Regions from separate parts of the Mus musculus genome. Here all the other regions are linked to region 6. The links are chromatin contacts, called in public HiChIP or PLAC-seq and promoter capture Hi-C maps. All regions are on one chromosome and are shown on one strand. Each heading gives the region's core, a stretch centred on a gene start, on an enhancer-like site or on the middle of the called end of the contact. The rest is flanking DNA. Distances are from core to core; before and after follow the strand shown.

Region 1 (2,906 bases), core at 40-2,539, 380 kb after region 6:
GTTTTCATATTAATACCTGGGAGACATGCTCACCGCCCCCACCACCTTCTGCCACTTTCCCTAATTTCTAACCACATCACTGAAGCATCAGAATGGTCGTCATAAGCGACCAGATGACACAAGGCGGCCCAGCCATGCAAGAACTGAGAATAGGCAAACATAGTAACCAAGAGCAGGGAAATCCGACCCTTTCAGACTCCGACCATGGATCCCAAGCTCCCATGGCTTTGTTTACAAAACTGAGATTAAAAACAAAGGGCCCATCATATGACTTTGAAGGTCGAATGAGAAAATACATATTCCTAGACCAGTCACTGAGAAATAACTTTTTCACCACTGGACTCTCAGAAGAGTTCAGAGAGGTGGCTGGCAACCATAGTGATCTACAGTTGTACTGAAGTACTGCCCTGAGTCCAGGCAAACCCCAGGGCTCTCTGCTGACAGCCCCACTCCGCAACGGCGGGAAAGTGGCTCACAGCGTATACAAAGAGGGGTTCGTCCACAAACAAACGCATACCATTCTTCAGAGACAGCGAGACCAGGCCTTCAAGGCGTTCACACTGACAACCATGACCCCATTATGACAGCTCGGGCGTTCTTAACTTCAGTCGGTCATCTTTGGAATGAAAAGCTCCTCTCGCCAAACAGGATGCGCAGAAACAAACAGATCCGCCATCTGGTGGATCGAGGGCTCACTGAGCGGGCCACTGCCTGCGACCAAGGACCCCAACCAGGGTCATATGAGTTGGAGGTCATAAAGGGCTCCGCCAAGAGTCACCAAATTAGGGAAACCTGGGGTGGGAAGGTGGAAATGCGGCCCGCACCTTCCCCGCTTAGTTCAGCAAGCGGATTCTGTCAACCCCAATTAAACCAAAACAGGAAGCGCTGAGAACGGAGCAACGCGCTGTGCCCGTACCTGGTAACACTGTGTCCTGCTCCTCCGCGTCCCGCAGCTCCGCGCCGCGCTCCCCCACCGGCTGCTCCTCCTCCCGCGCGGAGGGCGCCGAGGGCTCCCCTAACGCGCCCCTGGGGGCCGGACTGGGTGAAGCCGAGCTGTCCGAGGGGCTGTCCGGGCCCCAGGCGTCCCAGAGCCAGGGCGCGTGCGCTTGCTCCAGCAGCCGGCGGCCCAGGCGGTAGCGCAGCAGCTCGCGGTAGCACGGCGCGTATTCGTCCCAGCGCGGCTCCCGATAGCGCTTCATATACTCGCTCTTCACCCCGCTGCCCGGGGACATGGTGCCGCGCGCCGCCGACTGCCTGCTCCGCGCTGCCGCCTACGGGTGCGACGGACTCAGAGGCGCGGCCCGCCGCGCGGTTCAAACCCGGAGCCCCGCCCGGACTGGAGGGCGGAGGCTGGGGCAAGGAGGGGCGGAGAGGGGGCGGGTCTGTGACGGGTGTTTCTGGGAGAGGGCGTTCCTAGCGGGGGCGGAGTTCCGGGCTGGGAAGGCCCCTAGTTCAGGTAATAGCGGGGGCGGGGTTTCAGGAGGGATTCCAGGCGACGCGACCTATCTAGATGGAATGATAGGTGGTCACCAGGGGTCTGCTCCACTCGGTAGAGGTGGAGACCACCGGACTCAAGGTGACGGGACAGGGGATCTTAGGTCCCCAGACACCCTCCTGGGCGAGGAGTCGGGGACTCTAGGAGCAGCGTCCTTACCTCCTGCCTGTTCTATCCTCCGCTCTCCGGAGGTCAGCTGAGATCGTGGCGCAGCAGCTATAGCGCGAACAGCGTTTCTCCTTGCGCGTCCTCCACCAAGATGTCGCCGATGGAGCGGTGGCTCCGCGGTCCTACAGCAGCCGGAGACGAAGGCGCCGCCCTAGCCTGAAGCCTGCACCTCCCCGCGCGCCCGCCGGGCCCCCGCCCGCTCCTGCGCCCGCGCCTGGGGCGCTGCTGTGAACCCCCAGCTCGTTCGCCCACTCGCTACTGGGGGCCTCGCGAGGAGGCTTCAGCTCTAGATGCAACCTGAGCAACCAACACCTAGCCGAGGACCAAATCCTGTGTCCCGATTCCTTCCTCTTTTCACAACGCCCGGGTTCTCAGGCCTTAGTGATTTTTTTATTGTTGTTGTTAATGATGTTGTTGATGTTGCTATTTTAATACATTTCCCTCCTCTGCCCCCTTTTTGAGACAAATCTCATGTTACCAAGGCTGGTCTAGAACTCATTCCAGAGCCCAAGCTGGTCTTGAACTCCTGATCCTTCTCCGCCAACCTCACAAGTGCTGGAATTAGCAGGTATGAGCCGCCTCACCTGCCCTTGCCTTTTATAACTTACTAGAGGCCAACTTTTGTAAAAATAAATAAATAAAATAAAATAAAGCCTAGGGCCTGCTCAAGGACCTGGTGCAAATGTTTGGCTTGGGCTCTAATGGACAGGGTCGCAGGGTTGTTACTGTTGCAATCCTGCTCTACAGATGGCTTTTGTAAAAGGAAGCATTGATGCAATCGCTGCAGAAAGATTTGAAAGGACAGGCATCCAGGAAGGATCACACTAAAAAAAAAAAGAAAGAAAGAAAAAGAAGGAAGGAAGGAGGAAGGAAGGAAGGAAGGAAGGAAGGAAGGAAGGAAGAAAAAAAAGTAGGTCCCAGCGGGATGTTTCCAGGAAGCAGATCACTTTGGGATTTCTGCAGTTCAGTTGAACTATTCCCATGTGTCTACACCTGCCTGGACCCGTTCTGAACATAGGACGCTAAGGCTGAAGGGTGTTCACAGCCTAGGTGGCTGCTCTGAGAACCTGAACTGATTAGTCTGATGGTACTGTTTCTGGAGGAGACAGAAATGACCACAGCCGCTGCTGAGATTCCCACAGAGGCCAGGCCCCTTCCCCTCCCCGTCAACAAACCTCGGGACCTCCTCACTGCGTTCCCTTCTATTGAAGCTGGCCAGGTTGATCTTTGGCTTTAGCAATCA
Region 2 (3,250 bases), core at 116-2,615, 510 kb after region 6:
CGAACCCACAGGAGGAGGGCACAGTTCATATTCACAGAAGGAATGGAGATTTAGAGCTCTAGCTCTCAGGATGGCTCTGCTCCAACCAGCCTTGCCTGCACCGACTGCCAGACATGTGGGAGTTACAGAATATTGTCACTTAGACCCAGCCAATTCTGATTTCTCTTTAAAAGCCATTTGTCTATCCGGCTGAGTTACTGTCTAGTTCTTTTATGCTGTGGCCAGTGCCTGGTCCTGACCAAGTCACCACTTAGGGAGGTGACAGCCAGCACAAAGCTCACAGTGATCCACTTCATTCTGGGAAATTTTGGTGGTTGCTTGATACTGTGTAACCCTAGCGATGTTATTATTATTACTACTATTATTATAAATGTATACTATAAAGTAGACATGATTTTGGCAAAACTCCTGTTTTTTTTTTTTCTTAAAGGAGGAAACTCTAACTTATTCAGAGAATGCCCCAAAGCAGATGCTGACAAGCTGATAGGGACCAAATATTCTAGTAATAGGCTCAGATGGGGAGTGCCAGCCAGCATCCATAGCTTTCCAACAGGTGTCAGCAGACTTGATCGCCCTTGTCAAGGCCAAGGCCAGGCCGAGGCCCACCGGCCGCCCACTGGCCCACTAGTACCCCCAGGTTCTTACCTGACAGTCTCCCGCGCTCGGGGCGCACCAGCCCTAGGAGCTTCCATACTTCTGAGCGCCCGGTCGCCGCGGGACGCCGCTGCGAGTCGTTCCCAAGGTCTCGCACACCGGTGGCAGCTGCACCCTGGAGCCTGGCGAACAGGGGATGTGCGGCGCGGGGTCCTGCCAGCACCCAGCACCTGCGGGCCCCCGAGGAGGTGGCCCACTGCCCCACGCCGCCAGGCAGCCCGGATAGGGGCGCGGGAAAGCGGAGGCCCGAACCCGGCTTGTGGATCAGAGAGGTCCACGCGCGTACGAGCGGGGTCCATTCAGAAGCCAGCCATATCCGAGAGGAGACGGCCGGGGCCCACGCTCGCACGGCAGGGCCCCGACGCGGAATCAGCAGTAGCGCCCTAGCAGAAGGGGCGCGCATGGCGCTGCGTCTGCCCGGACAGTCTCACCAACCGGCCGGGCCGCACGCCCCGGGACCCTCCCCGCCCGGCCCGAGCACAGGGCGGGGACGCAGCAGCGGCCCGCCCCTCCCGCCCCATCGGGCCAGCGCCCGGGCCGCGCCTTCCGCCGCGTAGGGTCCACCCCTGGGCGGCGACCAGCCGCTAGCTCCCCGGCAGTGCCTTGTCCGGCAGGCAGTCGCCAGCGCCTGCGCCCGCCAGCCGCACGCGGAAGCTTTTTCGCTCTCCTGCGCCCTCCACGACTTGTGAACCTGGAGCGTCCGAGCCCTTTCTCTCGCCGGTCACTGGCGGAGTGCGCATGCGCGGCACTCAGGTCGCCCCTTACGACCTGAGTCTCTTGCTTGAGACCTTTGGGTGCCTTCGCCTTCGTGCGGTCGGCAGACCAAGGAGTCTCCACATCTTGGAGAACTGTGCAATGCAGGAGGTGCCGCAGAGGCCCGGAGAGTAGAAGTGACCCCGAGAGCAGTGGTCTTAAGGACGGCAGGCCGGGAGTATCCTATGGAGGCCTAGGTTGAGGAAGGGGGAAGAGTTTGTGGACTCCTAGATAGTTCACTCGACCAGAGCGAATTCAGCCGCACACGCTTTTAATCCCAGCACATAAGAGGTAGAGACAGGCAGATCTGAGTTCGAGGCCAGCCTAGTCTATAGAGTGAGTTCCGGGACAGCCTGGGCTACATAGTGAGCCCTGCCTTTAAAAAAAAAGGGGGGGGAGGTTGCAAAACAACCTCAACACCAGTATTTTAGTTCAATATATTCCTAAAACCCAACACGAATGGGGGGGGGGAATCAAGGGACAAAACATCAGACTTTTCAAATGCATAATACCCCAGTTCCAACCCTGGAAAAGTCATTTATTAAAATAGGGAGTGGGAGGGTAGTGCAATGTTCAGTTCAGGAGCACCAGGTCCCTGAGTCCACACAGATAAAGGAGAGAGAGGGGGAGAGAGAGAGAGAGAGAAAGAGAGAGAGAGAGAGAGAGAGAGAAAAGAAAGGAAACCAAGCAGTTAGCAGCTGGTTGTAATTTGTTTATCTGCTTTCTGTTTTGTTTTCCTCATGTTTGGCCCAGACATTGAGCACTCCTTGAATCGAGGCAGAGGCAGGTAAATGTGGATCTATTTGAGTTCTAGGCCAGCCTGGTCTCATAGAGAGTCCCAGGATAGCCAGGGGTTACATAGGAAAAAAACCTGTCTCAAAAAGCCCAGTAAAAATAATAACATAAGAATCTTTCATATTTGTCTGGCTCCTGAGATCTCAGCATCGTTGTATGTTTTCCACACTCAGACAAGGGCCTCACCTACATGTGAAGTTACGAGGTGGAGGGGGTGAACAACACCGTGAGTGAGGTTAAGTCTGCCTTGAGCAAATTGGAGATGTGGGAAGCAGGCATGTCCTTTAAAATCCAGCCCTGAGGCCCAAGAAGACTTGAGTTTTCTTCCCATCAGTGCAGGAATTATAAGCCCCAGGGAGTCACAGTGTGAACTACACCCCAGCCACACTCAGCAGGACCCAGGTTCCTGCCCAAGCTCCAGGAGCACTTCCTGTTCCTTCCTCTTGGACCCCAGCTGAGCATCGTTAAGGAAGGAATGGCCTCCAGGCTGGCAAGAGTAGCCACTTTCTGAAAATTATTGTTATTATTTTTTAGATTTATTCATTTATTATATGTAAGTACACTGTAGCTGTTTTCAGACACCTCAGAAGAAGGCATCAGATCTCATTACAGATGATTGTGAGCTACCATGTGGGTGCTGGGATTTGAACTCAGGTTTCTGTTTGTTGGGGTTTTTCTGTTTTTTGTTTTGTTTTGGGTAAGGGGGTTTTGAGTGATCCTCCTGCTTCAGTCTTCCGGGTTCGGGGATTACAGGTACTGCCATCCTGGAGGCTGAACCAGGAAGATTGCCATGAGTTCAAAGCTAATCTGGCCACAGAGAGAACGGTAGGCCACCTAAGACACAACAAGACCCCATCTCAAAAACAAAGAACGAAATGAAGGCCTATGAAATGGCTTGGTAAGTGAAGGTGTGTGCTGCTGAGCCTGAGGTGGGTCCCCAGAACCCACACAAGCAAGGAGAAGACTGACTCCAACAGCTTGCTCTTTGACCTATGCTAAGGCATACTCACACCCACACAAGTACACACACACACAAATAAATAAATAA
Region 3 (2,976 bases), core at 156-2,655, 280 kb after region 6:
TGCTCTTAACCGCTGAGCCATCTCATCCAACATAGGTTTTATTTCCTGGTTTCATTAAACCTTCCCATGGTTTTCACTAGACTGTGAACACTGACGTTCCTTCCAGTGTGTGGCAGGGCCCTGGAAGCCACCTGATGTGGGTGCACACACACCAGTGTGTACTGTGCTATGCTGTGCTGCAGCAGCGACAGGTAGAGATGCCTTCAGGTGGGACCTAAAAGCCAAGTGGCTTCTGCTGTCTCAGTAGCTCTGATTCATGTGGTTGAGGCAAAACTTCCTGGAGCTCCGATGCTGTGAGGCGACCCCAGGCCATGGAGAGACCCCACAGAAACACACTGAAGAGCAGCTGGTTCAGCTCAGCCTTGGCATCTCCCCAGCCTGATCGCCTGGCATGTAGTTGTCAGAGGGTCTCGGGTCCTGGCACCTAGCCAGTGGCATTCAAAACTGAGGCTTCACATGCTGATGCTGAGTCAGAGCCCAGCCATCCCCACTCCCGACCTTCCAAATTCCTGAGGCACAGAACTCATGGGGTCAACAAAGCAGCCATTGTATTAGACACTAAGTATGGAAGGACTTTGCCGGGCAGCGGGTAAGGACTGCTTCAGTATAGCGTGGATCAAATGATATGGGTGACCTTGTTAGCAGGCCAGCAACTGCCCCAGGGACCATCAAGGTCCAAGTGAAAACACAGCCTTCAAAATAGTATTCAGGCCCATTTGTCCCGAGGAAAAACCCTGGCTTCCTCCTAGAGTTATTTGTGTGTGTGCCTTTTAATTTTCAAGACGTTCTTAAATTATTTATTGAGGCTCCCATTTGTTTCTGGTTAGATTTTAGGCTCTTGGAAGCCAGACCACATCATACTGTGTTCTCCATACACAGGCATAGCACCAGGAGAACTTAGCACCTAGGCTCTGGTCAGCAGGACTCTGGGCCTTGACTACCTAGTTCTGTCACTGCACTCTTTCCTTCTGGCCTGGGAAACTTTGCCTAGGGGGGTTCCAGGAATGGACAGAGCCCAGATAGGTCAGGAGGCCTAGAGTAAAAGCAAGCTCTCAGCTCCCAACAGAGCCTTACCTTACCTAGGACCAGTGCCTTGGAGACTCATTTTAGCCCAAGAACACGACCCTAATCCATCCCAGCGCTGCTCTGAAGTTTCAAAGACAGAACGGCAGAAAAGGCTTTTGTACCTTTCACTCCGAAAATTCACTCCGCAAACGAGCACGCGGCGTTCCTACCTGCTGTGAGCTCCTCTGGAGGACTGCAGATAATAACAGTGATTATTTCCTGTCTGCGTTGCTGAGCCGCTCCCTCCCTAGCTGGTCTTCCTATTTCTATTTTTTGCGCCTTTAAAAGGCAGTCTTCACCCAGCAGCTGGGCAATCTTTTTAATATGCAAATCAGCCTCTCTCCTGTTCCTAATCCACCAGTGATTTCACACTGTGGTTAAAGACCGAGCCGCAGCTCAGGCCTGTGTAGCCGCCCTCTGCCCTTCACCCTCTTGACACACAGCTTCCGGGTCAGTCCTCCAACCTCACCGAGACTCTCACCTCCCCAAGGCGTTTTGCTCGCGCCATCTCTTGTGTAGATCTGTATCAAGTGCAGACCAGTGTATGCGTCAGCTCCCGAAAAGGATTCCTCACCTGGCTTCCTGTGCAGCCTCAGTTTACCACAGTGTCCGTCAATACAAATCCACCACAGACGGTGTGTCTACTCTCGGAGCAAAACAGCCACCACACGGTAGGCTCTCAGCAATCATTTGCTGAAGAATGAATGAATGAATGAATGAATGAATGAATGAATGAATGAGAAACACCCCACAGAGGATATGATGATGAGACGCTGTTGACAGACAGGTAAGGGCTTCTGGGGACCTGAGGCCACACCCTCTTCTCTGGGCGGAATGTTTCCCACGGAGTGAGACACAGCTGAGTGTGCCCGAGGCTTTCAGCCCTCTGGGGTCCTTGGCTGTGATGTCAGTGACTCCCTCAGCATCACATCTGCCTGGACCAGATCATTGTTCCTCTTCCTCTTGACATGCTTCCATGACAACTTACAATTAGGTCGGGCCCTGCCCTCAGAGAAGATTTTAGTAGAGTAAGTCACCACGGGACGAGGAAGAGATGCTGCAGGGCCTTCTACTGCAGCCCATCCCAAGCCAACCCTGTAGCCTGTGTCACTGTGAGAGCCACTCTGCCCGGTAAGGAGCTCAAAATGAATCACCATGACCGGGGCCCAGGTCTCCTCCACCAGCCCCAAAGACAAAGTGGGGCAGGGAAACCAGCCGAGTCTTTCTAAGTCTGTGTGTGACTCAGAGGTCAGGTGCTCCCCTACTGTAGGTCTGTTCTTTGTGGGCTGAGGGGGCTGAGAAAGATAATCTACACTCCAAGAGGACTGTAAGAAGCAGCAGGTGGTGGCTCCTGAGGTTGAAGGACAGGTTCTGGTTGCTCTTTGCTCCCCGATGGAGTCTAGCCACAGGAGGGCCATGAGCATTTGAGACAGCCCTCTGCCATAGATCTTGCTGCAGCTCTTTACCTTCTGCATGACTCCTTTTGTTCTGAGACACGGATCAAAGTTTCAGAGCCTTTCCCACAGGAACCCTGGAATGAACCCCTTGGTATGTTTATCCAAACTGGCATGTTGGGCTGGCGAGATAGCTCAGCGGTTAAGAGCACTGACTGTTCTTCCTAAGGTCCTGAGTTCAAATCCCGGCAACCACATGGTGGCTCACAACCATCCACAATGAGATCTGACGCCCTCTTCTGGTGTGTCTGAAGTCAGCTACAGTGTACATTATAATAATAAATAAATCTGGCTTTGAGCGAGTGGGGGCCCGACGAGAGGGAGCAAAGGCCCTAAAATTCAATGTACTCACATACATAAAATAAATAAATGGGGTAAAAGTAGATAAAGTAGCTGTCTGAAGTGGGTAGCTACCTGGACACAAAACACTAAGGAAAAAAAGACTCGGGGAAGGAGC
Region 4 (3,166 bases), core at 519-3,018, 330 kb after region 6:
TTCTCAATTGTGCTGGCCTTTCCTCAGATGCCAGCTTGTTTCAAGTTGACAAAAATGCAAGCCAGGCACGGAGTGGCGAAGTCTGGCTGGTCTCAGCTCTCAGCCCTCCTTCCTCCATTTCTTGAGAGACGGGATTGTAAACACACCTCTGCACTTGGCAGTTTCTATGCCTCCCTTCTTTCTTTTTTAAAAAAACAAGATCATAGAGTTGTTCCTGCGGTGTACTGGATAGGATCAGAGGCCAAGATAAAATCATAGGTCATAAGAACCAAAAGATTCTTTACTGTATTAAGTCACAAAAGACTAAGACATATTTCTTCCTTTTTGTTTGTTAGTTTGTGTATGAGACAGGGTCTCACAATGCAATCTTGGCTTGCCTAGAACTCAGAATGCAGTCCAGACTGGCCTCGAACTCAGCTCTGCTTGTCTCTTGCCTTCTGAGATCTGGAGTTAAAGGCCCGTGCTACCATGCATGTGCTTTGAATGTAATCGTGTTTGTGGGTGACTCAGAACATTACAGATTTGCATCTGGGAAAGAAAGCTGAGCTCAAAGGTCGCACACTCTCAGGCCTTCAGCGCAGTTCCTTCCTATTTTAACATTCTTTCTTTTTTTTTTTTCCTTTTGTTTTTTTTTTTTGGAGACAGGCTAGATCAGGCTAGCCTCGAACTCACAGAGGTCCACCTGCCTCTGCCTCCCCAGTGCTGGGATCAAAGACTTGCACTACCACTGCTGGGCTATTTTCACATTCGTATATGAAATATCTCTATATCAAATGAATTATTCAGGCAGTCACTCCTGTTATTTTAAAATATATTTACTTATATATTTTTTTGAGTTGTGTCTCTATCATCTTTGTTTTCCCTCCTTGCTGTGTAGCCCAGATAGGCCTTCAACTTGAAACAACCCTGCCTATGCCTCCTGAATGCTGGGATTATAGGCAAGCGACACGATGGTAGACAATCTCAACAGCAAACTTTGCATGCTGTGCCAGCAAGAGACTTCAACAAGATTACGGGATGGGGGCGGGGGCTTCTTTCCCTTCCCACATCTCCTTAATTTTCTGTCATAAAGCACAATAATGAAATATTAGGACAGGCAGCACGGAGGCAGGAGAGAATGTCTGACCCGTGGTAGAGCCTGACAGCGGAGGTTAAAGGTACACGGTAGGCTTCCCACAGCCCAGGCATCTGCTGCTGTGAAGAAGGCAGGATCTTACTTAGGCCCCGGTTTGCTCAGGTGGGTCAAACTCCCGACCCCAATTTGCCTTTCAATAAATGTCCCAACCCTTTTCCTCGGAGGAAGGGGTAGGTTCTGACCTGTATTGCTTCATTAACCGAACACACCTTCGAAATTAGCCTGCAGTAAGAGCCAAGCAGCACTGCTCTGCCCACTAACGTGGTGAGCAGGAGAGTTCTGGTGACCAAACACACCTGCGTGGCTTTCTGCTAGTGAACCCCCTTTCTGTCAAAACAAGCCCTCGGGCGGCCTCCTGTCCACCCTAGCCTGGCAGGTCACTCTTAAGAAAGGCTGAGTCTGTACTGCTAAGCCATCTGGGAGGATCTACGGGCGCAGGCGCCCCCTCCCTAGTCCCGCCCTCCCTCCTTCCTGGTCCCCTCCTTCATCCTCCTTTGCCTTCACCTCCTCCTCCAACTAGGAGCCTCCAACCATTTCTCTTGCCCTCCCTCCTCCCCTTCCCCAGCCCCGCTCCTCCTTCCTCCTGCGACCCCGCCCCTCCCCCTGCTCCGCCGGGCTCCTTCGCCGGGCGGCGGTGCGCAGACGCGGAGCCGAGTCCCGCTGGGCCGCAGCCGGTGGCCGGCTCGCCGTGGGCCCGTTCCCGGCTCTCCACGCTCGGTTCCTCTCGCTCTGCGGAGACTGGAGGACGGACCCCGCGGAGCTGTGGCGGCAGAATGGCGCAGACCGCCATGTCCGAGACTTACGGTAAGACGCGCGGGTTTGCGTACGTGTTTAGAGGGGCAGGCCTTGGGGTCCCGGAATGTTGGGGGCCGGGGTCAGGGTCTCCAGAGCCGGTGTCTAGAATATCGAGATATCCTGCAAACCTCGCGGTGTCAGGAACCAGGCAGAGATATTTAGAGTCTTGGGTGGTTTAGGGTTGGCTTGGGATCCTAGTAATGTCAGCAGCTGGGATCCTGAGAATCTGGGTGTTAGGAGCCAGGTGGAGACACTGAGAATCCTAAAGTGTCAGCGGCTGGGAGGGATCCTGATATTCTTGGGGTGTCAAGGTCGAGCTGGAACTTGAGAATGTCTGGGTGTTTCAGGCTAGGCTGGAATCTTGAGGCTCTAGGGGTATCAGGCGCTGGTCTGGACTCTCTGGCCAGCAGGTGCCCCCTGCTGTGATTCTACCAAGTTCCCTCCCGCTTTGACCCTGGTTTCACTCTACATTTTCCTCCTTGGATTGTTTAAATCTCTCAGGGTTGCAGGAGCCAATTTGTCGTCGATTCTTGTCCTCCTCCCTGCAGCACCAACCGCAGGGATGAAGGCTCAGGGCCACGCCTGCGTTTTGTGTCTCTAGGGGCAGGGTTGTGGGCCTCGGGAGGGTGGGGTGGGGGTGTTGGAATTCCTTTCTTTGCATTGAGATTATAATGAGTTTTAAGTGGATGAATGCTGTCTCTTTTCTGTAGACCCCTGGCCTCGTGTATTTTCCCTCCCTCCCTCTCTCCTCCCGTCCTCCCCTCCAGATATGGTTGCATTATATTACCTTTATAAATACAAATATATGGTCCTCTGATGACCACAGGCCTTGGATATGGAGACATGATTTTTTCATCTTTTTTTCTCCTGCAGCACCCAGCCATTCTCAATGCACGTGCTGGGTGCTCCCCCTCCCCCAGTCGAGGCAAGAATAAACAACCACTACTATGTATGGTTGGCCTGTGCCTGCCAGTCCCTCACGAGACTTGAAACTTTGACGTGGTCTGTGCTCGTCGTCCGAAGGAGGGACTCGCACGGAAAAGCATGACGATCTGTCAGGTTATCTGCAGTTTGTGCCCCTGCTTCCTTCCTGCCACAGGGTGGGGCCAGGGTCTGGCCTGGAAGGCTCTACTCGGTGTACGAGTGCCATGGAAACTTCCCCAAGAGTTTGCGGTCCAACGAGGAGTGGATTTTTAAATTCAGCTGTGACCTTAATGGATAAACAATTAAAAACCA
Region 5 (3,192 bases), core at 86-2,585, 360 kb before region 6:
GTAAGTGCTGAGTGGCCAAGAGGTCCAGGGTCTGACCCAGAATGGAAGAATCCCAGGGAATCCTAGGCTCTGGGACAACCATGAGTCCTTGTGAACAGAAAGCCACAACTACAACCCCACAAGCAACAGTGAGCTACAGATGGGTTCTCCCAACCCTACAGGACTGAGAGACCCAGAGCTACCCAGGCTGGACTTAGCAGAGGGAAGGGCCCTGACTGGGGCCAGCTTTGGAGGAGGATGGTTCAGAACAGCTGGGGAAGCAGGATGGTGATAGGTGAGCCTCAGGAAATGGAGATTAGATGCTGCAGCCCATAAGCAGAAGCGTGGCTAATGGGAGGGATATGTCCCTGGTCCAAGCTGGCGGAGGAGGTGTTGTCCCCACAATACCCTTTGAGTTTACCACTTCATCGAAAGCTACGCTACCTCCCACACTCTCCTCCCACCGTCTTGTATATCCCTGTCTTGGTGTTAACACCATTTTGACCCCAGACTCTTCAGGAGTCTTGTTTGTTGATGCTGAACACACCACATCTCGCAACGCCCCCACAGGCATATACATCCCGCTCTATACTCCGGATCTCTCGCCCCCTTCACCTCAATCCCCGCCCCAGCCGTGGCTTTGGGTCCGGTTTCTGCCCTATATTTAGGCAGAAATTGGCAAAGAGAATGGGCTGAGGGTGATTGCTGTCGGAGCCAACACCTCCTCTTCCGAGTGCCTTTCTCTGGGAAGGAGAGGGATGGTACAAGAGGGAGGGGGTAACGAAGCCTCGCTTCCACCTGGGGGAATGGTTGTGGACAAGCCCGGTAAGAGTGGCCGGGAGAGAACGCTCCTAGTCCCTCTCTGACCCTCAGCCATAGACCAGAGATCGATGACGAAACTCTTCTTGCCTGCCCCTGGCCTACAAATTCTGAGAAACAGGGACACCCTTCCTGCAGCCAGTGAGCGCCGGTCGAACAGTGAGAGCCCATTAACTTGATCATTGGTTTAGGTGACAATCCCAAAAGGGACATGGGCTTTGGTGTGACTCTGGGGTGGCTAGTGCCTCTCTCGGAGGCTGTCTGGACGAAGCAAACCCGATGCCTAGGTTCGATCAGTGCGGAGCCTCCAGAACCGATGGACTCTATAAAGAGACCACAATCCCATAGCCTGCGTGCAACCCAGACCCTATCTCTCCGCTCCAGTGAGGGGATCGAAACCCCTCTTCAAGGGGCGGCTCTCCGGGCTATCTGCTCCCTTCCAGGTCCCTGTGGTTTTCTCCGGTGGCCCCACCCAGGCCCCGCCCCTTCGCGGTCCCCTCCATCCCTTCCCCGCTGCATCGCCGCCCTACAGCCCCCGCTCTGTGGCGGCCGCCCGAGACACGTGTGCCCGCGCCCGGCGGGCGTGCGGGGAAGCGCGGCCACGCCTGGTCCGGCCACCATTTCTCCGGCGCCCACCGGTTCGAGTGCGGAGCCTGAAGCATGAGCGGCGACTCGGAGCGCGCGGTGGCCCCGGGGGTGGTGCCTGCACCCTGCGCCTCGAAGGTGGAGCTGCGGCTGAGCTGCCGGCACCTGCTGGACCGGGACCCATTGACCAAGTCCGACCCCAGCGTGGTGCTGCTGCAGCAGGCACAGGGCCAGTGGCTACAGGTAGGGCGGCCAATGACCGGGAGCTGGGTACCTGAAGACCTAAGTGTGAGTTGAGATTTGGGGTGCTGGCAAGGGTGTTCTGAAACTGGGGCTGCCGGGGCAAAAGAGGAGGTGTCCACCTGCTGCGAGGAAGGGCATAGCAACGGGAGCAGCGGCAGAAAGGAACCTCGGTGGAAAAGTGCTTAGAAGTACAGCCGAGGGTCTCAGCCTGGGATTGTCGAGCAAGAGTGAAGCGCCCAGGCTAGACTAAGGAGCGCAGGAGGGAGTGCAGCTCAGGAGTGGGGACGCTGCCTGAGGCAGGTATAGGGACTGTCTAAGGTCACAGGGTCCCACCTTTATTGGCTGCAGCAGCCATGAGCTTCTCGCCAGTGAAAGCAGCGTCAGTGATGTTAGGGCTGCGAGCTAGACATGCTGGTTGGGTAGAATGGAGCTGGCCCCGGGCGGCACAGGGACTCCATCGCTCAGATTTAAGACGCCCTGGTTAGAGGACTCTCCACCCTACAACCTGTCTCCTCACTGCGATTTAGGAGAAATCACAAATTGCGTGCGTGCGTGTGGCTACGGTTGAGGACTGAAAGCCCCTCCCCGCTCCTTAATGCCCCCTGCCGACCCAGATCTGAGTACCTGTTTCCAGCATGGGGTTTTTCCACTGGCCACCCATAAACCCGGGGTAGCCAGGGTCTTCAGAAAGTGGGCTTCCCCGTAGTCACCAGCTCCCATTAGCCCCCAGAAGGGTACTGCCCCTGTTCTGGGGTAGTGTCAGGGTTCTGCCCATGTTCTGGGCTGCTGTTTTATATAGCCCGTGTTGTAGTGTGTATAAACCACTTTCTCAGTTGCCAACTCCCATGGGACTGGCTTTGTCTCAAGAGTGGGAAACAGGGGCACACCTTAGTTGGAAGGCCTGACAGGCATAAAAGACTTGAACCTGAGTCTCTACTCAAGCAGGAGTGTCCCCCCTTCCCCCAACAGCAGCTCTGAGCCACCACTTGGCTGTGGCAGTCATATGCAGGAAACATGGGAGGAGAGCCAGGAAAGAGGTATCAGATAGACTATGTGACTATCGTAGGGTAGCCAGGGCACCGTGAATGTGCAGGGGATCCAGAGAGTGAAGGGGAGAATGTATCCCGGGGACCCACATAAAACCAACTCTGCATCTCAGCATACTCCTTAGGCTCTGGGTCTGAGAAGTCTTGTGGTTCGCTGCCCTAGAAGATAAAGAACATACCCAAAAGCATTTTGGTGGTCACGCCCCTAGAAGGTATTAAGGGGTTGCTCTGCAGCTGTCTGTTTAAGGACCATCTTGTGACCCAGGTCCTCTCATAGCATTGCCTGGCTTGATTGCTGCCTGGTACATACATTTCTGGGAAGGGCCCAGGCAGACCCTTGTCTTACATGCAGGAGCTTCCATGCTGAGAGGACGTGGTAGTCTATTAGCTAAGGTTTGTCAGTGGTGTATGTTCTGAAGGAAGGAGCTGAACTCGGTGGGAGGGACTGGTGAACCCTCTGGCAGGGAAATCCCTTTGCCACTCATCTGAGTGCTGGGGAAAATGTCTCCACATTAGACTT
Region 6 (3,301 bases), core at 462-2,961:
CCCACTCAACTCCCGATTGATTCAGTGTGCACCCAAAAATCACGAAGGACCATCTCTTGATGTAATTACATGAGGATGTTTAATGACGGAGCTCCGGACCGACATGCATCCCACAAAGGAGATAACGGATGTCGGCCACGAGGCTCGAAAGCTAGGGGTTTTTATGGGGTAAGGGGCTTAGGGGTGTGGAATTCAGCATAGTGACACACTATTGGCTTATTTAAACATTAACAGAAAGATTACATGTTAGCAAAAGGGCATCAGGACTTTGTTCCTGTGGGCTAGGGGCTTATCTTGTTCACATAGCAACCAGTTGATGTATGACTTTACCCGGCATCAAGGGGCAGTGGACAGAGGGGAGGTTCCAGCCAGGTGGTGTTGACCCAGACAAGATAGCCCTGCTTGTACAATCAAGCTGTTCTTAGGAATGTCTTAACAACAGCCCTGTCTGTTCTGCTTTGTTCTCAGCCCCAGGCCACGGGCTCATAGACAACTCTTTTACATGAATCACAAGATACAAAATCTCATTTTCTTTTATCACCATCTCCCACTCCAGCGCGGTATGGTGAGGCGGGAGGGATGCCTCGGCACATCCCTTTCCCTGAGTTATCAGCCACAGGACAGGTATAATGTAGAACAGTTTATTTGGGGGCATGGGAAGGGAGTTGAGAAGGGAGTAGAGGCAGTCAAAGAGAGAAAAGAGAAGAGGAGAGGAGAGGCTGGCCAGGAACCCGTGGAGAGGAGGAAGGAGGGAGGAGTTGGGGAGAGAGGGAGAAAGGGGTCAGGGAGAGAAGAAAGTCTGAGAGAGAGAAGGGGAGAAGGGGCAGAGAGAGCGAAGACATGGAGGGGGGTATGGGAGTAGGGGTCGGGTTGGGAGGGAACAGACCCTTTTATAGCAAGCCAGGCCTTGTTGCTAGGTAACCGTTGGGCGGAGCATAGAAGGACTGCTAACACTATGGGTGACAATGGTCTTCTCCCGGGCATCTGTACCTTTGAAATGTAGTCAAGGTAGAATCTGAGTACACGCAGATGCCACGTGTGTCGTGGACAGCCCCACTGTCCAGAAACTGGTTCATCCTGAACACCCACACCTCCCTAATGCCAAGTCCAAATTGCTAGTCCGCACAACTGCAGGCAAATCAAAACTGGGGTGACTCTATATACCAACCAAGTGCTCTCCCGCAGAGCAATGCCACAGGCCCTCACGCTGCTCCAGACCGTCCCGTCGCTCCCTGCGCATCCGCAGGAATAAAAATGTTGTTAAGTAAAATTAAACAAGGGTCTATGACGTGGATCAATGAGACAAGTCGTGCACCAAATAACAGTTCCTTTGTTCACGATAGGTCTCGAACCACATCTAGTCTGGATGTAAAATACCGGGAGCACCTCCAACCGGTAATACTAGTACCCTCAACCAGGGAGAAGTAGCCTCAAAATTTAATTACGTGAGCCGCGTTACCCCGAGGACCCACCGAAGCCATTGATGTCGTTGACAATGCAAAATTTAAAATACGTCTAAAGGCCCTTGGTGTCTAGGTCAAGTTGGCCGCGGACCATCCGCCATCAGCTGTCAGGCAGCGCGAAGCGACACTCGGGTTCAGGATCCTAAGGAGCACGGCCGCGAACCAGACACCCAAAGAGAGGTCCGAGCCGATGCGGCGGCCAGCTGCGCACGCGCGCCCCCGAGGGCGTGGTGCACTATGATCCGCCTGCTGCGCGTGCGCGCGCCCAGGGGGCGGCGCGAGGTCAGGGCCGGGGGATGTTACTGCGGCTGGTGGGGGCGGCGGGCAGTCGAGCCCTGGCCTGGCCTTTCTCCAAGCTGTGGCGATGTGGCGGATGCGCAGGGAGCGGCGGGACGGTCTGGAGCAGCGTGAGGGCCTGTGGCATTGCTCTGCAGGTGAGCAGGGCAGCGCTGGGGCCACGGGTTCCGGGCGGCGTGGCGGGGGCCGCGCTGGGCGTCGCGGTGACGTCATCGGCCTGCGGCTGGGCCGGGCGCAGCGTCTTCCCGATTTCTGCCTCCGACTCCACTAGTGTCTACCTACGGCTGATCGGAACACTTGAGCGGGTGCGATCTAGCCATTATCCAGTTAGCTATTGCAGGGCCCCACTTAAAAGGTAGTAGCCTTTATTCATTAAGGAGGCGTAGGTCTCCATACTAAGCAGAGAAAGATGGCCACCATGGAATTCCCGCCACTGATGCTTCATTTTTTAGATAGTTTAGCCTTACTAGATATTTTATCACCCCTCACAGGTACATCTGCCAGTAGTAAGGAGGCTCACCACGGCGAAAGGGAATATCCATGCAGATTATCCATCTTCAAATAAATGCGTGTTACCATCACAGGGGCCATACAGCCGTTCTTCCTCAATTCAGTTTTGGTCTTGTTCCCTCTTAATATGACAGTAGTGTGGTGTAACGGTCCATGAGCAAATGTCCATTTACCCCAGCTAGGGCACTCACGATAGGTCAAAATGATTCCATTCCTCTAGCTTTGTGAACCAGTGAGCTTATTGGAATTAAATATGGCCGCACCGGGGAAGGTTACTTAACAGGAGTGACTCAAAAGCAGTTTCATCGATGAAAGGCTCACATACAGGTCACAACGCAAGGCGAACCTACAGTCAGTACCACTGAAGAGGCTCCCTCCCCTCAGCAGTTCTTTCCTGCCTGTAGAACTTTGGGTCTGGGGGCCCGTGGATTTTTTTTTAAGCTTCTGAGCATAAGGTTTATGGGGCTTCTTGAGGCTTAAGAGCTTCCCTCTCTGTAGGGGGGAATCTCTGGGTTTGGAGGAGGTAGCTGCACAGTGGGTCGGGAAAATGCCCTCAGGTTTGTTTCTAGTGCTGTGCATTGCACAGTCATTTCAGGTCATGTCGCACATCCTGTTCCGGTGGGTGACCCGTTGAAGATCAGTCATATAGTGATTGTTATAGACAGTTCTGAGTTGCTGTGGGCCAGTGTCTTTGTGAAAGAAGTACATTGGATGGACTTTGACTTGGTTGGGTGGCTTTTCGTGGCGAGACATCAGAGTGCCCACTCACCCTAGACAGAGCACTGGTAACAGACCAAAGAAAGGTGTTGTGTGACACTGCTCTTAGGGAACAAACATTACCCACGGCAGATAGGGAGCGGGCAACAGACCACGGTAGAGTCCATCTGGTGAACTAGTGAGTTTTGGTGGAGTTACTTACAGAAATGACTCCAACAGCTGCATCATCAGCGCCCATCCCAGTGTGGGATGGCAGACAGCTCAGGAAAGCTGGAAACAGAGTACTCTGCTCGTTCAGCAGGTTAGAGAGTGAC

The links. Promoter capture Hi-C pulls out the DNA fragments that hold promoters and counts their contacts. HiChIP or PLAC-seq counts read pairs in DNA pulled down with a chosen protein or histone mark.
Region 1: a promoter capture Hi-C map of pre-B cells shows a contact between it and region 6, with 3 times the contacts expected there. The contact joins the promoter of Ccsap here to the promoter of Afg3l1 in region 6. A contact is called at or near these places in 2 of 39 promoter capture datasets (embryonic stem cells and pre-B cells).
Region 2: a contact with region 6 is called in an H3K27ac HiChIP or PLAC-seq map of extraembryonic endoderm stem cells. The contact joins the promoter of Abcb10 here to the promoter of Afg3l1 in region 6. A contact is called at or near these places in 1 of 39 promoter capture datasets (liver) and 1 of 115 datasets of contacts at active chromatin or transcription factors (extraembryonic endoderm stem cells).
Region 3: a contact with region 6 is called in an H3K27ac HiChIP or PLAC-seq map of extraembryonic endoderm stem cells. The contact joins the promoter of 4732419C18Rik here to the promoter of Afg3l1 in region 6. A contact is called at or near these places in 3 of 115 datasets of contacts at active chromatin or transcription factors (embryonic stem cells, extraembryonic endoderm stem cells and pancreatic cancer cells) and 1 of 9 other capture datasets (liver).
Region 4: an H3K27ac HiChIP or PLAC-seq map of extraembryonic endoderm stem cells shows a contact between it and region 6. The contact joins the promoter of Rab4a here to the promoter of Afg3l1 in region 6. A contact is called at or near these places in 1 of 39 promoter capture datasets (neural stem cells) and 1 of 115 datasets of contacts at active chromatin or transcription factors (extraembryonic endoderm stem cells).
Region 5: an HNF4G HiChIP or PLAC-seq map of pancreatic cancer cells shows a contact between it and region 6. The contact joins the promoter of Cpne7 here to the promoter of Afg3l1 in region 6. A contact is called at or near these places in 1 of 39 promoter capture datasets (embryonic stem cells), 1 of 484 Hi-C or Micro-C datasets (the G1E-ER4 cell line), 3 of 115 datasets of contacts at active chromatin or transcription factors (pancreatic cancer cells, stem cell-derived neural progenitor cells and trophoblast stem cells) and 1 of 9 other capture datasets (liver).

Annotation. Positions count from the first base shown.
Region 1 is chr8:123,858,179-123,861,084 of GRCm38.p6, forward strand. It overlaps Ccsap (centriole, cilia and spindle associated protein), which reads right to left and starts at 1,290. Exons shown (of 3, transcript NM_001379289.1): 1 at 917-1,290. The coding sequence starts at 1,232. It overlaps Gm9901 (a long non-coding RNA gene), which reads left to right and starts at 1,277. Exons shown (of 2, transcript XR_388182.4): 1 at 1,277-1,456; 2 at 1,692-2,320.
Region 2 is chr8:123,981,757-123,985,006 of GRCm38.p6, forward strand. Abcb10 (ATP-binding cassette, sub-family B (MDR/TAP), member 10) reads right to left here and starts at 1,366. Exons shown (of 13, transcript NM_019552.2): 1 at 646-1,366. The coding sequence starts at 1,057.
Region 3 is chr8:123,752,823-123,755,798 of GRCm38.p6, forward strand. 4732419C18Rik (RIKEN cDNA 4732419C18 gene) reads right to left here and starts at 1,406. Exons shown (of 3, transcript NR_166622.1): 1 at 1,236-1,406.
Region 4 is chr8:123,804,228-123,807,393 of GRCm38.p6, forward strand. Rab4a (RAB4A, member RAS oncogene family) reads left to right here and starts at 1,769. Exons shown (of 8, transcript NM_009003.3): 1 at 1,769-1,939. The coding sequence starts at 1,909.
Region 5 is chr8:123,116,039-123,119,230 of GRCm38.p6, forward strand. Cpne7 (copine VII) reads left to right here and starts at 1,336. Exons shown (of 15, transcript NM_170684.2): 1 at 1,336-1,626. The coding sequence starts at 1,459.
Region 6 is chr8:123,476,151-123,479,451 of GRCm38.p6, forward strand. It overlaps Afg3l1 (AFG3-like AAA ATPase 1), which reads left to right and starts at 1,712. Exons shown (of 17, transcript NM_054070.3): 1 at 1,712-1,897. The coding sequence starts at 1,760.